Regions from separate parts of the Mus musculus genome. Here region 1 is linked to region 2. Evidence: chromatin contacts called from public HiChIP or PLAC-seq data. All regions are on one chromosome and are shown on one strand. Each heading gives the region's core, a stretch centred on a gene start, on an enhancer-like site or on the middle of the called end of the contact. The rest is flanking DNA. Distances are from core to core; before and after follow the strand shown. Region 1 holds the start of Slc25a20 (solute carrier family 25 (mitochondrial carnitine/acylcarnitine translocase), member 20). Region 2 holds the start of Qars (glutaminyl-tRNA synthetase).

The links. HiChIP or PLAC-seq counts read pairs in DNA pulled down with a chosen protein or histone mark.
Region 1: an H3K27ac HiChIP or PLAC-seq map of embryonic stem cells shows a contact between it and region 2, with 9 read pairs. The contact joins the promoter of Slc25a20 here to the promoter of Qars in region 2. A contact is called at or near these places in 4 of 39 promoter capture datasets (3T3-L1-derived adipocytes, erythroid cells, liver and 1 more), 3 of 484 Hi-C or Micro-C datasets (CD8 T cells, embryonic stem cells and nephron progenitors), 4 of 115 datasets of contacts at active chromatin or transcription factors (the SCID.adh cell line, embryonic stem cells and trophoblast stem cells) and 4 of 9 other capture datasets (adipose tissue, liver, macrophages and 1 more).

Annotation. Positions count from the first base shown.
Region 1 is chr9:108,660,070-108,665,368 of GRCm38.p6, reverse strand. It overlaps Slc25a20 (solute carrier family 25 (mitochondrial carnitine/acylcarnitine translocase), member 20), which reads right to left and starts at 3,233. Exons shown (of 9, transcript NM_020520.5): 1 at 3,037-3,233. The coding sequence starts at 3,141.
Region 2 is chr9:108,505,908-108,510,824 of GRCm38.p6, reverse strand. It overlaps Qars (glutaminyl-tRNA synthetase), which reads right to left and starts at 2,820. Exons shown (of 24, transcript NM_133794.2): 1 at 2,626-2,820; 2 at 2,295-2,442; 3 at 1,839-1,948; 4 at 1,601-1,676; 5 at 1,320-1,384; 6 at 677-730; 7 at 477-537. The coding sequence starts at 2,742.

The DNA of each region.
Region 1 (5,299 bases), core at 1,984-4,483, 150 kb before region 2:
CTCTGCTCATCACTGTGACCAAAAACCCAACAAGCAACTTAAAGGAGGATTTGTTTGGGCTCACAGTTTAGGGATATAGCTCACCATGACAGGGAAGACATGGCAGAAGTTGGGTGGCTTGCAGTTTCAGTAAGTGAGAATTTGCTCATACCTCGGCAGATCAGAAAACAGAGAAAGAGTGTTCGGCTGGCTTTCTTCTGTTTCCCTTTTCTACCCATCTCAGGACCCCCGCCAGCCCAGAGATGTCACTCCCATGTTCAGGGTAACTCTTCTCTCTTCAGCTAACCTCTCTGCAAATGCCCTGTAAAGGCACACCTAGGAGTATGTGTCCTAGGTGACTCTAAATCTAGTCAAGCTGAAAATGATGATTGCTATGCCATTGCACACAGACGTGCTGTTCTGTTTATCATCTGTTGGTCAATGCACACAGGTTCCACATCTGGAGCTACTATGGATATTTTATCTTGGATCCTTTGTGACACATGGTCCATTTTCTTTCTTTTTTCTTTTTTTGATTTTTTTTTTTTTTCGAGACAGGGTTTCTCTGTGTAGCCCTGGCTGTCCTGGAACTCACTCTGTGAAATGAGTTCCTTGGTCAGAAGCAATACTGTGTGGAATACCATGACGATAGATAAGGCATTCTGTCAGTCCATGAATGGTGGTTTTAGCAGAAGCATTACGTGCAGGAAAGGCAAATCCATAACCAGAATAAGTATCTACTCCAGTAAGAACAAAACGCTGTCCTTTCCACGAAGGAAGTGGTCCAATGTAGTCAACCTGCCACCAGGTTGCTGGCTGGTCACCTCGAGGAATGGTGCCATATCTGGGGCTCAGTGTTGGTTTCTGCTGTTGGCAGATCTGGCAATCAGCAGCAGCTGTAGCCAAGTCAGCTTTGGTGAGTGGAAGCCCGTGTTGCTGAGCCCAAGCATAACCTCCATCTCTTGACACAAATAATTTCTTTCTTTCTTTCTTTCTTTCTTCCTTCCTTCCTTCCTTCCTTCCTTTCTTTCTTTCTTTCTTTCTTTCTTTCTTTCTTAAGATTTATTTATTTTATGTATATGAATACCAGAAGAGGGCATCAATTCCAGTACAGATGTTTGTGAGCCACCATGTGGTTGCTGGGAATTGAACTCAGGACCTCTGGAAGAGCAGTCAGTGCTCTTAACCGCTGAGCCATCTCTCCAGCTCCCAATCAGCCAGCTTTTCAATGCCTGCTCCAACACTACTGTCTGTAAAATGTTTTCCCCGCCCCAGTTCTAAAGTGTGGCAATTCTTACTGACCAGGACATAGGGGCCAAGGCTTAGTTTCTTTGAAACCTTGAAAGAACCTTCAAGTACCTGGGAGGCAGGAGGGCAGAAATTCAAGGTTAATTGCTTCATTTTGAGTTTTTGGCCAGCATTGGATACATGAGACTGTGTCTTCAAAGGGGAAAAAAAACACAAATAAAAACAAATACAAAAACAAACACCAAATCACAAAAGCATCAGCTTTTAGTTGGTAACCACCCAGCTTTCCGAGGTCAAAAGGACAGTGGTCAGCCATGGGTTTGGTTTATACTGCAAAGGAAAATCCTCTCTGTCAAGACTCCAGTGAGCACTTTCAGTCGTTTATAATCCTGTACAGAGGTCACTAGGCCCTTGCTGGGTGTAACATCAAGAGCAAGAGGAGACGAGAGAGGAGTACACTTATATAAGGAGTCAGGATATTGCTTTTTAAAAGTCTCAGGTGTGCAGGACAAGATTTCTGCCTCTGTAGAATAAGATTAGAAATAAAGGCCAAACAAACTCCCCCTTGCTAGACAGAGCTACTTGAACCTGCCACTGTCTTAGGAGCACTAAGAATAAGAAGCACAGCCTTTGCTACTGATAGGATCTGATTTCTCACAGATGAACACTACAGAGTCTCCTCGGGATGAGCTGTCTGTGGTGAGCCTCACTTTGAACAGAGGCCGTGAGATAGCCTGCTGTCAAGCCTGCCAAGGAAGAGCCCTTGGATACTGTTCTCTTTCAGAGGAAACTGGATCTGACATCCTATCAAGCCCCCAACCGAGGTTACCACCTTTATGAGATTCACATCTTCTCTGGCTTCCAGCCCCCAGCAACACGCCATCCACACACACAAAAGACTCATGTCTTCTTCTCACAGGCTCATCCTGGCTATGACCTGTCATTTCCTTTCAGGTCTATGTCCATAAAAAAAGAAGAAGAAGAAGAAGAAGAAAAAAGAAACCTATAAGCTACGAGCTTATATGAGCTCATCTATGAGCTAAGTCATCGAATATAGATTTTAGTCTCCACAAGACCTGGCTGAGAGTACAGCAAGAGGAAGAATAAAAGGCTGAGGAGAGAAAGGTCCCCTCGATTTCCACACCTGAGCCTGGCTGGTCATTGCTTGCTATGGGGGTGACTATGCAGCTTACCCTGCAGTGAATGACTGGCTGTAAATGGCCAGGTGCCTCTTCAGGCAAAGAAAAGTGCACAAGAGATAGGCTATGGGACACACCGGCTTTACGAGACTGTGTCAAAGGACATCTCTGCCACCTTTGTCCTTAATTTGTGGGGGAGGTCAAGTCTACAGATAACCTGTTCCAATCTTTATAACAATATCAGGGTTAACCGGGCACAGACAGCAGCTTTTTCTTTCTCATCTCCAAAGAAGTGCGCAGGGCTCAAAAAAAGACTGCCATCCGAAGACCTTGAAATAGGAGCTGTAGGGCTCTTAGGGCGCGAGGTACAGCCTCTGTCTATTTCGTATTGATTCTCGAGAGGAAAAAAAAATTGTTTTGAGGTGCCAGGGAGTTGAATGCAGAGCCTCTGGCCGGGTTAGGTAAAGCAGCGCTTCCTAGTAAACTACATACCAACCCTCTGTAAACTTCCCACGGAAGGAAGCATCCATCAGCCCGGCTCCACTTCTGTTCAGAAAGGCAGCACCTCGCGGCGGTCCCTACTTTCCACGTAACCCCCCCCCCCCCCCCCACACACACACACACCGCCCCGGGGCATTCCTCCACAAGCCCCCGTCCACACTCCGCGCACCTTGACCGTGTCCAGGGGGTGCCCCACAAACACCAGGCACATGCCGCCGAAGCCGCCAGCCAGGAGGTTCTTAAACGGACTGATGGGTTTCGGCTCGTCTGCCATGCTCAGTCTTCTGTCTGTCTGTCTGTCAGCTCCGGGCAGTCTTGGTCTTGCTCCGCTGCCCGAGCGGCTCCGCCGACCTTTCACCTACATTCAGGTGGGCGGGGCCGTGGGCAGGTCGGAAAGAGGGCCCAGTCGTACTAGCCTGGCTTCCGCCCTGAAGTCTACTTCCGGCTGCCCTCCTCCTTAGTGGGCGGGGCTCTTTCCCTAATGATGTATGGGAGGGGCTTGGGAATGATTGTCAGGGACTTACTCCTCCAGGAAGTCTTCTTGGACTTGAGTTTTTTTCTTTCTCTGGTCCTCTGTGGTCCTATGCATCTGTGCACTCCCCAGAGGTCGCATACACCCTTTTGCGTGACAGCCACTTTTTTTTTTTTAGGTGCTGAAGAGTGGAGGTACCCCATAGAGGTCCCTGTCTTTGATAAGCCTTGACTAAGTTAAAAATGGCATATGTCCTATGGTAAAAATGGCTCTATAGGAAAATAAATCCGGGAAGAAGTAAAGTGTGGGAGACAAATAATTTGTAACTAATTTGTTAAACAAGAGAAGCTCTCATTAGGAAGGCAAAGGATTAAGATCTAGGGCATGGAAATGAGTCCTGTCTAAAGATACCCGGTAAAGGATGAAGGACCTTTCTGGCAGAAGATAAAGAAAATTTGAAAACTCTGAGATGTCTGTGTTGTCAAATCTGAGAAACCACAGGCCACAGGGGTGGGAATGGGGTGCGGTGGGATGGTGGAGCAGCCAGTGAGGACAGGAGAAACGGAGACTACTCATCAGGAGGAACTGTGAGGACATCAGTCTCTTCTATGACAGGTTTTAGATGGAGACTAACAATCTCAGATCGGATTTTAAAACAAACAGACAAAAATCAGGATCGCTGTAACTGCTGGTGAAAACAGCCAGAGGAAATCCAGGGGGCTGGAGAAAGTTAAAGGTCATGAGTAGAAATGTTGGCTTGGACCAGCACATAGCAGAGTTGTTAACGAGGTGCGATCCAATGGTGAATATTTTCTAAAGGAAAACCCGAAGGACCTGTTAGTGAACGGAAATTCATTCTGCTCACTACTCATGCAGAAGCTGCAGAAGCTGGCTCAGCAGCTCAGAGAACTGGCTGCTCTTACAGAGTACCTGGGTTCTGTTCCCTGCACCCTCGTAGCAGCCCAGAACTGTCTGAAACTATACTTCCATGAGACCTAATGCCCTCTTTGGGCCTCTTTGGGCACCAAGCACACATACATTCATGGAGGCAAAGACTCAAGGACACAAAATAAAAATGAGTAAATATATATTTTTTTTTTAGAAAAAGTTTTGTGAGAGAGGCTTACGGGACAATGCTAATGTTTTTGGCCTTAGCAACTAGAGAGAAGACATCATCTTTAACTGAGATTGGGGAAGAGATGGGGTCAAGCAGATTAGAGGATGGTAAAGGACATTTTAGACATAATTAGTTTGAGATTTCTATTAATAGATCTATCTCCTGATCCAGGATTCTGTAAAGAGGCTCGGGCTAGTGGTTAAATTCAGTATTAACGAGTGAAATTAGATCACCAAGAGAGTGGGAACCCTCACAACCCCTGAAACCCTTCCCCTTCTAGTGTTTAGAGATCAAATAGATGAGGAAGGGCCTACAAAATAAGCAAAGAAGTAGGAGACCAAAGAATCTGCAATCACTATGAGCAAGGGCTTCAAAGGGGATGGGAGAGTCAGGAACACTAGAATCAGGAAGTGATGGCGGTTGATTGGTCCCAAAGACCTATGGGAAAATGGAGGACAAGGAAGTTGAAACAATACACAAAAAAACTGTCATATAGCCGGGCGTGGTGGTGCACGCCTTTAATCCCAGCACTCGGGAGGCAAAGGCAGGCGGATTTCTGAGTTCGAGGCCAGCCTGGTCTACAGAGTGAGTTTCAGGACAGCCAGGGCTATACAGAGAAACCCTGTCTTGAAAAACCAAAAAAAAAAGAAAAAGAAAAACCATGTCATATATATGTATATATATATATATATATATATATATATAAAATTTAATTTTATGTTTTATGTGCATTGCTGAGAGGGTTTCAGATGGCCTGGAACTGGAGTTACAGACAGTTGAAGTGTCCTTAACCACTGAGCCATCTCTCCAGCCCACCTGTCTCTTTTCTTTTTTTTTTTTTTT
Region 2 (4,917 bases), core at 1,571-4,070:
ACTATCTGTCATATGCATGACTAAGACAACCTAGTATAAAAACAATATTATCTCTTAAATTATTTGTTCCTCTGTGTAGCCCTGGCTATCCTGGAACTCACTCTGTAGACCAGGCTGGCTACAAACCAAAGATCCACCTGCCTCTGCCTCTGCCTCTGCCTCTGCCTCTGCCTCCCAAGTGCTGGGACTAAAGGTGTGGGCCACCACCGCCCGGCCCTTGCCTTCTAGATGAAACTATCATTCCCACTAGGAAAATATCCATGAATATCCTAAAACCAGATCTGAGGTGACCCCTCATCTCCAATTCCCAGTGACAAGAGCTACAGAGCCAAACTTCTCAGGTCTCTATGCAAAGGCAACAGCAGGAATCGCAGTCATGAGAATACGGGAGGGCCCGAGAAGTCTGTATGTAAGGTCCTTCAGATAGAATGCCCAGAAGTCTGCAGCAGAATGTAACAGGAACCTCGGCTTCTCACCTTTCTCCACCACATCTTTTGCTGTCTTCCGGTCTGTTTCTTCCAGCCGTGCCTTTGCCACCTAAGAAAGGCATAGAAATCACATCATTCTTTCTAGGAAAGATCTGCTGATGAAATGGGTTCAGACGATCCCTTCTCCAGCTGTAAGTCTCTCTCGTTCTACTGCACTCCCAGTTATCTTGGGCAATTCCTAGCCTCACCTTGGGCTTCTTCACCAGATCAGCTTCCATCTTGGGCCCCAAAAGGTGAAGCACCTGAGCAGATAGATACAGACAAGGGTGTACTCTCTCAAGAATCTCCTGATGGAGTCCTTCCCCGACAACCAAGGGCTTCCTGGCTTTTCTGCCAGCCAACCTATCCACCCCATCCCGCTGTATCTCATCACATGTTTTGCTGTTTGACATGGGATCTTACTATATATCCTCGGCTGGTCTGGAACTCACTATGAGGGCCAGATTAGTACTCATAGAGATCCACCTGCCTCTGCCCAGCTGGCTTCTTCACATGGTTCTACTGGCCTTGAATGCTTTTTCCTTTCTGAGGACTTATCCTGGGCCCAGAGAACGAGTGCTGCCATTTACAGATAAATAACGTGGGCCCAGCATCACGATAAACAATGTACCTCAGTCATCGTCCTCTTGTGATTCTTTGCCAGATATCAATAAAGGCCACAGCATGCACATGTGAGAGGAGGAAGCAGCTTCCCAAGAAAGGGGGTCACCCTCACTCAGAGACCCAAGTTAAGCGCTACTCCCTCCACACTGGGCTCCACTTTCCCTGTCAGAAGAAGGACAGGGTCTCGTTCCCTTTATCTCCGGAGCATCTTCTTAGGGAGGTGCCCACCTGCATATCCACCTCGTTCTTGATCATTTTGCCGTCTGCCCATCTGAGCGCAGCCCGAGCCTCTCCTAAGAGGATAAACATAAGAAGCTGCAAGGAGGAAAAGGGAGGATTTCTTCCCCTCCTCAAAGAAGGCCCAGCTGACTCAGGACCAGGACCCTGTCAGAACACTAGCACCCTGTCCCTGCTCACACTCCCATCGCCCTTCCCATGAATGCCCAAAATGAAAGGAACAATCAGAATGATGCACTTCCAAGTAACTCCCTGCCCCAGATCCAACTCACCCATTAGCAGCCCCATGTTGAAACGGTACCGTTCCGCTAGGAGCTGCAACTGATGCTTATTTATGGTGGACTCCACCTGCAGAAAGCCAAGCCATATGGTTCATGAACACCTCTTCAGAAGCAGTCAGGAGACCAACAGCCACTCTCACTGTGGGTCTGTGGAGAAAAGCTACACCACTCCTTTGCAGGGGCAGAAGAACTAGGAGGAGATATCTGATGCCTGGAGGAGAGGACTTACAGCTTCCTCAATCTGCTCCGGTGTCACCACCACACCGACGCCACACTCCTGCTCGAAGTCCTTGGTATCAATGGGATCCTGGGGATGACTCCGAACATATTCAAGAGCAGCTGAAAACGGAGGGGCAATTAACTAGACAAGTCAGCTCCAAGAAGTGGGTAGATAGGGCCTTAGTACAGTGAAGAGGTAACTATTTCGGTTACTTAGATGCCTAAGAGGTTAGGCCCTGGCACCACTGAAGAGAAGCACTGAGACCAGAGAAAAGAGAAGCCATGTGTTCTGAAGCAGGCTTCTCATTGTGGTAACTCTGCAATCCACACCAGAGGTCTCTACCTCCATGCCTCAGTGCCTGTCCAGAACCTGCTGTCCAAAAAGCAACACTTGACAGAAAAAGCAAACTCGAGTCTTTGCTAAAGAAGAGATTGAAGGTGGACTAGTAAAACAGACGGGACTCACCGCTCAGCTGGAGTCCCGTGTGAATCTTCTTATTGGCTATATAGCTCACAAGGAAAGAACGACGCCGAGTATCCCTGAGTCGGGAGACCAAGTCATATAGGAGGACCCCAGTAGCCTTGTCGATGGTAGAACCCAGAATCTGGTGTGCCTGGAGTCAGGGGGCCGGGGGAAAAAAGATCCATTCCCAGTGAGTTAGGATGAATCACTTTAAAGTGTCTTCCTCTTCCCACAAGGCAAGAGCAGGACACCCGGAGCAAATCAAGATCTGGACCCAGTCCCACGTTGCTCTGGAGCACAGCAAGCAGCTAAGGCCAGGGAACAGGGCTCGCACCTGGGTCGCCGCCTCGCGCAGCTGAGTGCTCAGAGCCTCGTTCTTGAGCGTCTCGCGGGCCTTGTTCTCGCTAAGGCCAAGGCCGGTGAACAGCGCTAGCGAATCTGGAGTAGCCATAGCAGGCACACCGGAAACCAAAAGAAACTTTGGGCCTCATCTGAACAGCGACCTTTGCTCATTGACCAATAGGAGTACGAAGCCTTGAAGAGAACCAATGGTGGCCTTCCTCGGTGAAAGGGGCGGGGCCAGCCAGGTAGTCAACGCCATTTATGAGTCAGAGAGCGAGCGGACTGGCTTTTCCAGGCAGTTAGCTTCCGCCTTCCCGGTTCTAGGCAGTTGACAGGGTTGGGTCCGTGCGACTTTAAAAAAATTGCCATGGGCGTGGAAAGGGAAAGTGTTTAGCAACAAAGCTGCAGGTAGACTCAGGCGTGGCCTCTCCCCCCTCAGCCCAAGGAACCCGACACTATCCTCTTGTCGGAGAGCAAAAGTTCCGGCCGCGTTTTTCAACGTCACAGCTTTGGGGTTGTCATGGCAACATAAATGAATTCCCTGAATTTCCTGGTCCACATCACTGCAGAAAATATATAGAATGACCTACCTAGGGACCACATAAACCTGGTACTTTTTAAGTGCGTACTGGGACACAGCAAGGAGAAGCGAAAGAAAGGCCAGAAGGGACTTCATAGGAAGGTCTATGATTTCTTTAAAATCTTATGCAAACAAGGTGCATCAACATGCCACAGGAAGCACTGATTGGACCAACTGGGTACCCAAGACAAACCTGTTGAGGTTTCTTGGGCGAGTAAGAGGCAGGTGTTCTGGAGTGGGAGAGACTTGGTATACTCCTTTAATTCCAGAGACAGAAACAGGGGAATTCTCTGCAAGTTCAAGGCCATCTGGGTCACATAGTGAGACTATGTCTCGAAAAATAAGAAAACAAAAAGATGCATTGTTCACATATATGAAATTGTCAAGGAGTAGATAAAAAATATCCTGGGAGCTTGGAGAGATGGCTCAGCATTTAAGAAGAGCACTCCGGCAGGGCGGTGATGGCTCACTCCTTTAATCCCAGCACTCAGGAGGCAGAGGCCTGAGTTCGAGGCCAGCCTGGACTAAAAAGTGAGTTCCAGGACAGCCAGGGCTATACAGAGAAACCGTGTCTCAAAAAAACAAAGAAGAGCACTCGTAGGCGGATCTCTGAGTTTCAGGTCAGCCTGGTCTACAGAGTGAGTTCCAGGACAGCCAGGACTACACAGAGAAACCCTGTCTTGTAACAACCAAAATAAATAAATAAAGAAGAAGAAGAGCACTGCCTATTCTTCCAGAGAACCTGGGTTCAATTCCTAGCACCCACAAAGTGGTTAAAATATATGTATTGTCTGTTGCAGGGGATCCAGTGCCCTCCTCAGGTCTCCACAAACAGGGTTCTAGGTCCTTAGATCACACATAGTGGCAGGAGAGAACTGACTCAGAATATTGCACACACACACAGTTTTATATTTCTAAATTGAATTAATAGCACTTTGTGGTCTTGGAAAACATCAGGGTTTAGTTCCCAGCATCCACATGATGGCTCTCAACAAACTCTAACTCCAGTTCCAGGAGATCTAATGCCCTCTTTTGGCCCCCTGTGGCACCATACATGTGATTGATACTCATATAAATACAAATACCCATACAATAAGATAATATGGCATGCGTGTTGGCATAGGCCTTTAATCCCTGTGCTCAGGCTAAGGTAGTCAACCTCTGTGAGTTCATGGGCAGCCTGCTCCCCCTAATAAGAACTGTAAAGTCTAGTGCCACTCTTAGCCATTTCAGAGCTGCCAAATATCACACACACAGGCAAACAACCCACAAGCAAATCCCTCCATGGGACTTCTAAGGTAGGGACAGTGTGAAACAGAGGGTAATCCTGATAATAGCTGTAGTGCGCCGGGCAGTGGTGGCACACAACTTTAATCCCAGCGCTTGAGAGGCAGAGGCAGGTGGATCTCTGTGAGTTTGAGGCCAGCCAGGGCTACACAGAGAAATCCTGTCTCAAAAAATAAAAAATAAAAATAGGGCCGGGCATGGTGGCGCTCGCCTTTAATCGCAAACTTGGGAGGCGAGGGCAGGCTGATTTCTTAGTTCAAGGCCAGCCTGATCTACAAAGTGAGTTCCAGGACAGCCAGGGCTACACAGAGAAACCCTGTCTCAAAAAAAAAAAAAAATTTAAAAAGTAAATAAAAATAAAATAGCTGCAGTGTGCTGGGTGTAGTGACACACCCCTTTAATCCCAGCACTCGGGAG